Regions from separate parts of the Rattus norvegicus genome. Here region 2 is linked to region 1. A link is a contact called in public Hi-C data. All regions are on one chromosome and are shown on one strand. The core of a region is the stretch at or near the end of the contact, and the rest is flanking DNA. Distances in the headings are between cores, read along the strand shown. Region 1 holds the start of Neurog2 (neurogenin 2). Region 2 holds the start of Ap1ar (adaptor-related protein complex 1 associated regulatory protein).

Region 1 (3,271 bases), core at 470-2,969:
ACTTTTCCTCAGTCTCTTTATAGTCTCACGAAGTCCACCCCCCTCCCAGCCCCAACTCCCACCGCAACCCCGCACGCCATAATCCTTTGACCATAAATCCTCACATCTTCAATAAATCAAAGCGGGTCTCCACACCCGAATGCACCAGCAGCCGAGGGGATAGCAAAGGCCACCTCTGCTCTGTGAAGTGGAGTGCGGGGCACGGAGGCTGGGGGACAGGAGAAAGGTGGGAAGAGGGCCAGGTAGAGGACGAAAGAGGGAGACCCGGCTGCTCTAGATACAGTCCCTGGCGAGGGGCAGGTGAGGTGCATAACGGTGCTTCTCCGGAGGTGGGGGCTGCCAGTAGTCCACGTCTGACCCGGGGCTAGCGGGTGATAAAGTGCAGCTGTATGGGGACGTGGAGTTGGAGGAGGACGCGGGGCTGTTGGTGCAGCTCCAGGAGGAGGATGGCGAAGGGCTGTCCCCGCTGGCGCCGAGCGCCGCTCCGGGGCTCAGCAGCACCGCCTCGGAGAAGAGCGCCCCCTGGAGGCTGCCACCGCCCGCGCAGTGGTCCGCCAGGCGGAGGGTCTCGGTGAGCGCCCAGATGTAATTGTGGGCGAAGCGGAGCGTCTCGATCTTCGTGAGCTTGGCGTCCTCGGGGAAGGTGGGCAGCACCTCGCGCAGCGCGTCCAGCGCGGCGTTCAGGTTGTGCATGCGGTTGCGCTCGCGGTTGTTGGCTTTGAGCCTGCGGGTCTTCTTGATGCGCTGCACCGTCTCCGCAGTCTTGGCGCCTCGGGAGACGGCCCGTGCGCGCGACGGGCGACGCTTGCACTCGTGCACCAGGCCCAGCAGCCTCCCTGGCCGGCAACCCCCGGCACCCGACGCCGAACTGCCCTGCACCCCCTGCCCGGCTTCCGCCCCGCGCTGCCCACGCGCGGCGCCTGGCCGGCGCAGCTCCTCGTCCTCCTCCTCGTCCGCGCTGGAGGACATCGGAGTCAGGGTCGCCGAGGCTGGGGAAGCCGAACCCAGCAGCATCAGTACCTCCTCTTCCTCCTTCAACTCCAGAGTCTCGGACTTGACGAACATCCTGCGAAAGAAGAGGGGGCAGATAAAATTTACTACAGGAACTGGGCGAAGTGTCGCCCCAACAACTCCCTTCCCCCAAGGTGCATCCACGAAGGTGGGGAAAGAAGAGCTGGAGAGGAGCGCCCCTGGCTCGAGCCACCTTCTGAACGGTCACTTTGGGTCACAGAAGCCACTGCGTCCAGAGCGATGGAGTTAGCATGGGCGGCGTGGGCCTGCGTGGGGACACTGCCTGCGAAGTTGAGAGCCGCGGCGTGCACACTTACCTACCCGGCTCCAGATGTGTCGCGGTGCAGCTGCTGCTCTGGTGTGTGTGGGGTGTGTGTGTGTGTGTGTGTGTGTGTGTGTGTGTGTGTGCGCGCGCGCGCGCGTGTGTGTGTGTGTGTGTCTGGGAATGTCCCCGCAGCCCGGAACGGAGCACGGTGTCCTCCGCGCCGCCGGCTTGGCGCTTCCTCGGCGCACCTCTGCGGGGGGCCTTTCTGCTGGGCGACTTTGCCAAGAGCCCGGGCGACCGCGGCAGCCCGCCTGGGTCTCGTGTGTTGTGCTCGTGCGTGTCCGTCTGTCAGTCAGTCCCTGGCCGTGCGGCTGCTGGCACGCGACTCCCAAGCACTCCAGTTAAAGCCGAGCTGCTTGTGGTTCAGTGGCTGCGTGTCTGGCACACGACTCTCCTTAAAACCCCTTATATACCACCAAGAAAACAATCAGATCTGCCCCGGGGCCCCCTCCTCACCTACCCTCCCCCCGCCCTCTCCTCCTCCGCCTGTCCTGCACCTCCTCCAGTCCCCCGCTCTCCCCCTCCAGCTTATTCTTTTCATCGTATTATCATCATTCATTTCTTTCCCTTTCTTTAGTCCCTCTCCCCCTCCCTTGGCCCGGCCATCCATCCTCCTCCTCCATCACCCCCGCCCCTCCGTCCCCCCTTTATCTAATCAGCATAAAATGGTTCTAAAGCTCCTGTTGGCGCTCCAGGCTGCAGCCCAAGCTACCGGAGCCGCGGCGGCGGCGGCGGCGGCGGCGGCAGTGGCTCAAGCTGCGGCTGTTGTCGCCGCCGCTGTCTATTGTGATTGGTGGCTCGCGCTCGGCTGGAGCGTGCCGCTAATTTATTAATGAAAGGAGGTCGCGAGGCGCAGCTGGCCAATCAGTGTTCCCGAGACTCCGGGAGGCCTGCGAGCCACGCGCACCGGAGCCCGCTCCCTTTCAGCAGCTCATTAGGGGCCCGAGCGCTGGGGGCCCATGGCGGGGGAGGGGGCACCCCAACTACTGCTCCCGCCCTGGTCTTCGAGGCAGCAGGGGCTGCCCCTGCCCGGATGCTAGCATACAAGTCCCACCGGTCTCAGCCCGGCCTCACCCACGACCCGAGCCTCCTCGGAATTAGTGAGAGTCAGAATCCCGGAGAAGGCAGCCGGGTGGTGTTGCCAGCCATCTCTAGGCAAAGTCTCTTTGGGGCTGTATTAAATAGAAAATGGTTTTTAAAACGCCTGAGTCTGATTAGGAAAGGGAAGGGATATGTTCATGAGCCAGGCAGTAGACACTTGAGAGTGCTTGAGTTCCAGAGAAACTAGTGTATGCCTGGCTGGGGAACCTTAGGAGTTCACAGAGACGTCCCCTAAAAGGGGAAATCGGTCGGAGAGCAATAGATGGGCATTAAAAATAATAATAAACACACTCACATGACACACCCATTTTACCTGAGACACAGCGAGGCTTCACGCATTGATGTAATTTGGGGGGCTTCTGGTGCGGAAGGAGTTGGGTATCAACAACAGGTTAATACAGCCAAATGATATTTTGAGGTGGCTTCCTGTGGGGGTGGCAAATTCAAGAGGGCTGCTGCTCCTAGGAGCGAGTGGGCCACACTGACACTTGACCTTTGCTCCGCTCTGGGGGGCGTTGTTGAGACATGGGGCCGGTCCTCCAATTCTGCTTTTTCAGTGAGGAAAACAAAACAAAACAAAACAAAACAAAACAAAACCGAGCGGTAGCTCCCTGCTGGAGTTGAGAGGAAACTTGTTCTGATTTGTTCCTCCCCCTTAGCACCCTTTCCACTGAACCAGAGTCCCAGAAGTGAGTCCTGGGCCGAGTGTCATCTGGGACTGGGACCGGTCGCTCGACTCCATCCCTTAGGATCTTTTTTTTTTTTTTGAGGATGAAAGGAGAGTCTTGGGAGGGGCTTCAGCAGTGCACCAGAGCCAAAGAAAGAGATTATCCG
Region 2 (3,271 bases), core at 526-3,025, 220 kb before region 1:
TTACGAACTGGCTTTTTAGGTTAGTGTAGCTTTCTGCAGACTCATTCACTCAAGGTATGTATATCCACTACGGGTAATATCTATAAGGTGCATGCACCCGCTTCCTTAAGCACTTACAGTTCCATTTCCAAGACTACATGATTAATATTGATTTCAGGTACTGGAAGAGAGAAGGAAAATGCAGTGACTATTTAGGAAATCATTAAGCCATTTCACTGGCACTCAAGGAGCTGTCAGTTTGTCTACTTGAATACCAAAGGGTCAAGTAGACCAGTTAAGTGCTAAGACCGAAATCGTGGTTGGCCTTGGTGGTTAAGAACCAGCACTATGAGTAGAATGCTTTATTAGTAGTACTATTTTTTTTCAATGTAACTATTCCACTCACATTAAAGTGGGTTAAAATAGTAATTTCAATGGTTATCAATGAAGCATGTTATCCACAGGACTAGGCATCTGTGAAACCATGCCTTATATCCAATCCGGGTAAGAGCAGGGTTTCGTTTCATAGACATGGCTGGCCAGGAACTGACTCTGTAGACCAGGCCGGCCTCCAACTCACAGACATACTTCTGCTTCTAAAGCTACCCAATGTCCGAGACTGGGTTTTAGGGTAGCATTTGAGGACATGGATCTTCACCCCAGCCTTGCTCTCAAGTTGGAGCCACATATTTGAATTAGAAATGGCTTGTTCTCCTGAAAATTCAAGACCTTTTGCTGATTTCCTGGTTCTCATCTTCTCCACCTAAAATTACTTTAACCTTTACAAAAAAAAAAAAAAGAAAGAAAAGAAAAAGAATGAAAGAAAGAAAGAAAAGAAAAGAAAAGAAAAGAAAAGAAAAGAAAAAGAAAAAAAGGACAGGGTCTCACGCAACCTCCAACTTTAAAGTGTATCTGAGGTTAACCTTGAATTTATGGCTCTGCTTTCATCTGTCAAATACTGCGACCGCAGATTTCCCACCATACTTCTACCAACCGAGCTACATTCCCAAACTTGAATTTTTCGTTTTTAATAAAAGAAAATCTGGCTAGTAGTACAGTTAAGTGTTTCTCCAGTACGCTGGCAGTATAACGGGCATACGCTGCCACGCAAACGAGAATATTTGAAGAATTTAAAACAAAACAAAACCTTCTTGGTGTGTTCTAAGTAATGGCAATGAGTTCCTAGTCTCTACCTCTAGCTCTGGTGCAGTACTGGAACGCATTCGTTGGGTAACTTGCGACCCGCTGCTGCAGGGGAGGAGGCTCGTGTGCTTTAGGTACAAAGTTCGAAGGCTAAGCCTGCGCTCGACGCTCCCTGCACTATCCCCATGGCTTGATAGCAAGTGACGAAGACGCCAGACATGACACACAGAGAGGGAAATTCACCACACATCACCTACAACCAAGAACAGCGCCTCCTGCCAAACTGAGACAGCCAAACCGGAAGCTAGCGGAAATGACGCACACGCCAGCCGCCGGAAGCGGAGCCGCCAGAAGCGTGTCCAATGGGAACACAGAAGCGGCAGGGGGCGTGGCGGCGCGGGCCTCCCGCGGGTGCCGGGGCGGTGACCGGCTCGGGCGGGTGGCAAGCAGGCCATGCGGACGGCTGGCGACCCGGGACCCCACGGCCCTGCGCTCGTCCCTCGCGCCCGGGTATCCAGGAGCCCGCGGGCCTAGCGGCGGCCTTTGTTCCCTACATCACCGTCTGCCGAGCTCCGGCCGGCGCGGATGCAGCTGCTCCGCCTGGGCTCGCGCTCGGGGCTGGAGGAGGAGCGGCAGCTCCAGGCGGCATGCGATGGGGAACTGCTGCTGGACGCAATGCTTCGGGCTGCTCCGCCGGGAAGCGGGTCGGCTGCAGCGAGCGGGCGGAGGGTAAGCGGCAGCGCAGGCCCGGATGCCCGCCCGGGGTCGGCGGTGGTGGTACCCCCGCCCCCGTGCGTGATCCATGTCCCTTAAGACTTACCTCGGGAGGCACGGCTCCTGTGAGCACCCCGCACTGCCGTCTGGACACACCCTACTTTGACTTACTGCCGAAGCGTCGGTCTCTGTATTTGGTCTTCCTTTTGGGCCTTGACAGAACTGGTGAAAATCTGACCCCAAGGTTGATGCCTCAGGTGCATTTTAAATGGAAGGCACTTCTGCTCCAGGCTCTGGTGAACTCTGTTAGGTAAAAGAGATACAGGATCACAGTGCACACTGGCCATTTAAGTGATTGGTGCGACAGTTTGTGAATCTTTTAATAGTAATACTTAGAATTTTGAAAAGAAATGCCCCGCTGTGATTGCTATGCTTGGTAATCTAATCAAAATAAAACCTAGCATCACTTCTCTTGTGTGAAAGTGGATATGCTTAAGAATTCTCTATCTGCACTATCCAATAGCAAAATTGTATGATTACTGTTCTATCTTTATTTCCTTGAATAATGAAGTAAAGAAAAAAAAAAAAAAAACAGGGGCACATAGCATTGATGTTGATTTTATTCTTCCTAAGTATTTCCCAAAAATTTAAATCTAGAAGCAAAAAACCTAAGCCAGCTAATCTATCTAAAGAATATTCTGTTTTTTACTTTCTTAAGCATTGTGCCAAATTTTGAGCCAATAGCTTTGTATCACGAAACTATCAGCGTACACAAACTGGAAACAAGTGATTTGTAATTCGAATCTTTGAGTCATGGATACATTATGAAATGATTCACTCATCAAGCAGTGTGTCAAAGTACTTAAGGTGTTACACTGTGCACCCCTAGAATGGGAATGGGTGGACTTAAAAGATTTCTACTTAGTTTGGTGTTTTGATTTTCCTGATTTCGATACCGTTACTTTCACAGGCATGTGACAGCTGTTTTGTATTGTGATCCAAAATCATGCTCTTCTAAGTATCCTATGAGTGAACTCGTAAAGCTGTAGAAATGGGCTCATGGAAGAACTGGACATTACACCATCTTTGGCTTTATTATCATTCCTTGGAAGGCATAACAAACTCTGGGAAGGAGTGTTTTGAATTCTGTGATGGACAATATATTCTTGTATTTGACTTTGGAGTATGTTACCTGGGTTCTGTAAGAACCTTGGGTGTTTTTTTAACAGTGACTTTACAAATGATATTTTAATTAGATGCTATTCATTAAAATTGTGGGTTTGACTGGTTGAGCACAGGCTTGGCAGCATAGGGTAAGAGAGCAGGATGAAATCATGTGAGCCACGGTCATGTGAGCCACGCGTACACTGTCTGTAGCTATGTTGTAATACTTGATCGTGAATATGTACTTTGTTTTTGACTGACACCTTGAGTA

What was found. A called contact is a pair of places that touch in the nucleus more often than the background predicts.
Region 2: a Hi-C map of kidney shows a contact between it and region 1, with 4 times the contacts expected there. The contact joins the promoter of Ap1ar here to the promoter of Neurog2 in region 1. A contact is called at or near these places in 5 of 12 Hi-C or Micro-C datasets (Schwann cells, frontal cortex, kidney and 2 more).

Annotation. Positions count from the first base shown.
Region 1 is chr2:218,765,653-218,768,923 of GRCr8, reverse strand. It overlaps Neurog2 (neurogenin 2), which reads right to left and starts at 1,719. Exons shown (of 2, transcript NM_001398677.1): 1 at 1,329-1,719; 2 at 1-1,066. The coding sequence starts at 1,065. The coding sequence ends at 274.
Region 2 is chr2:218,981,718-218,984,988 of GRCr8, reverse strand. Ap1ar (adaptor-related protein complex 1 associated regulatory protein) reads left to right here and starts at 1,775. Exons shown (of 11, transcript NM_001191850.1): 1 at 1,775-1,851. The coding sequence starts at 1,775.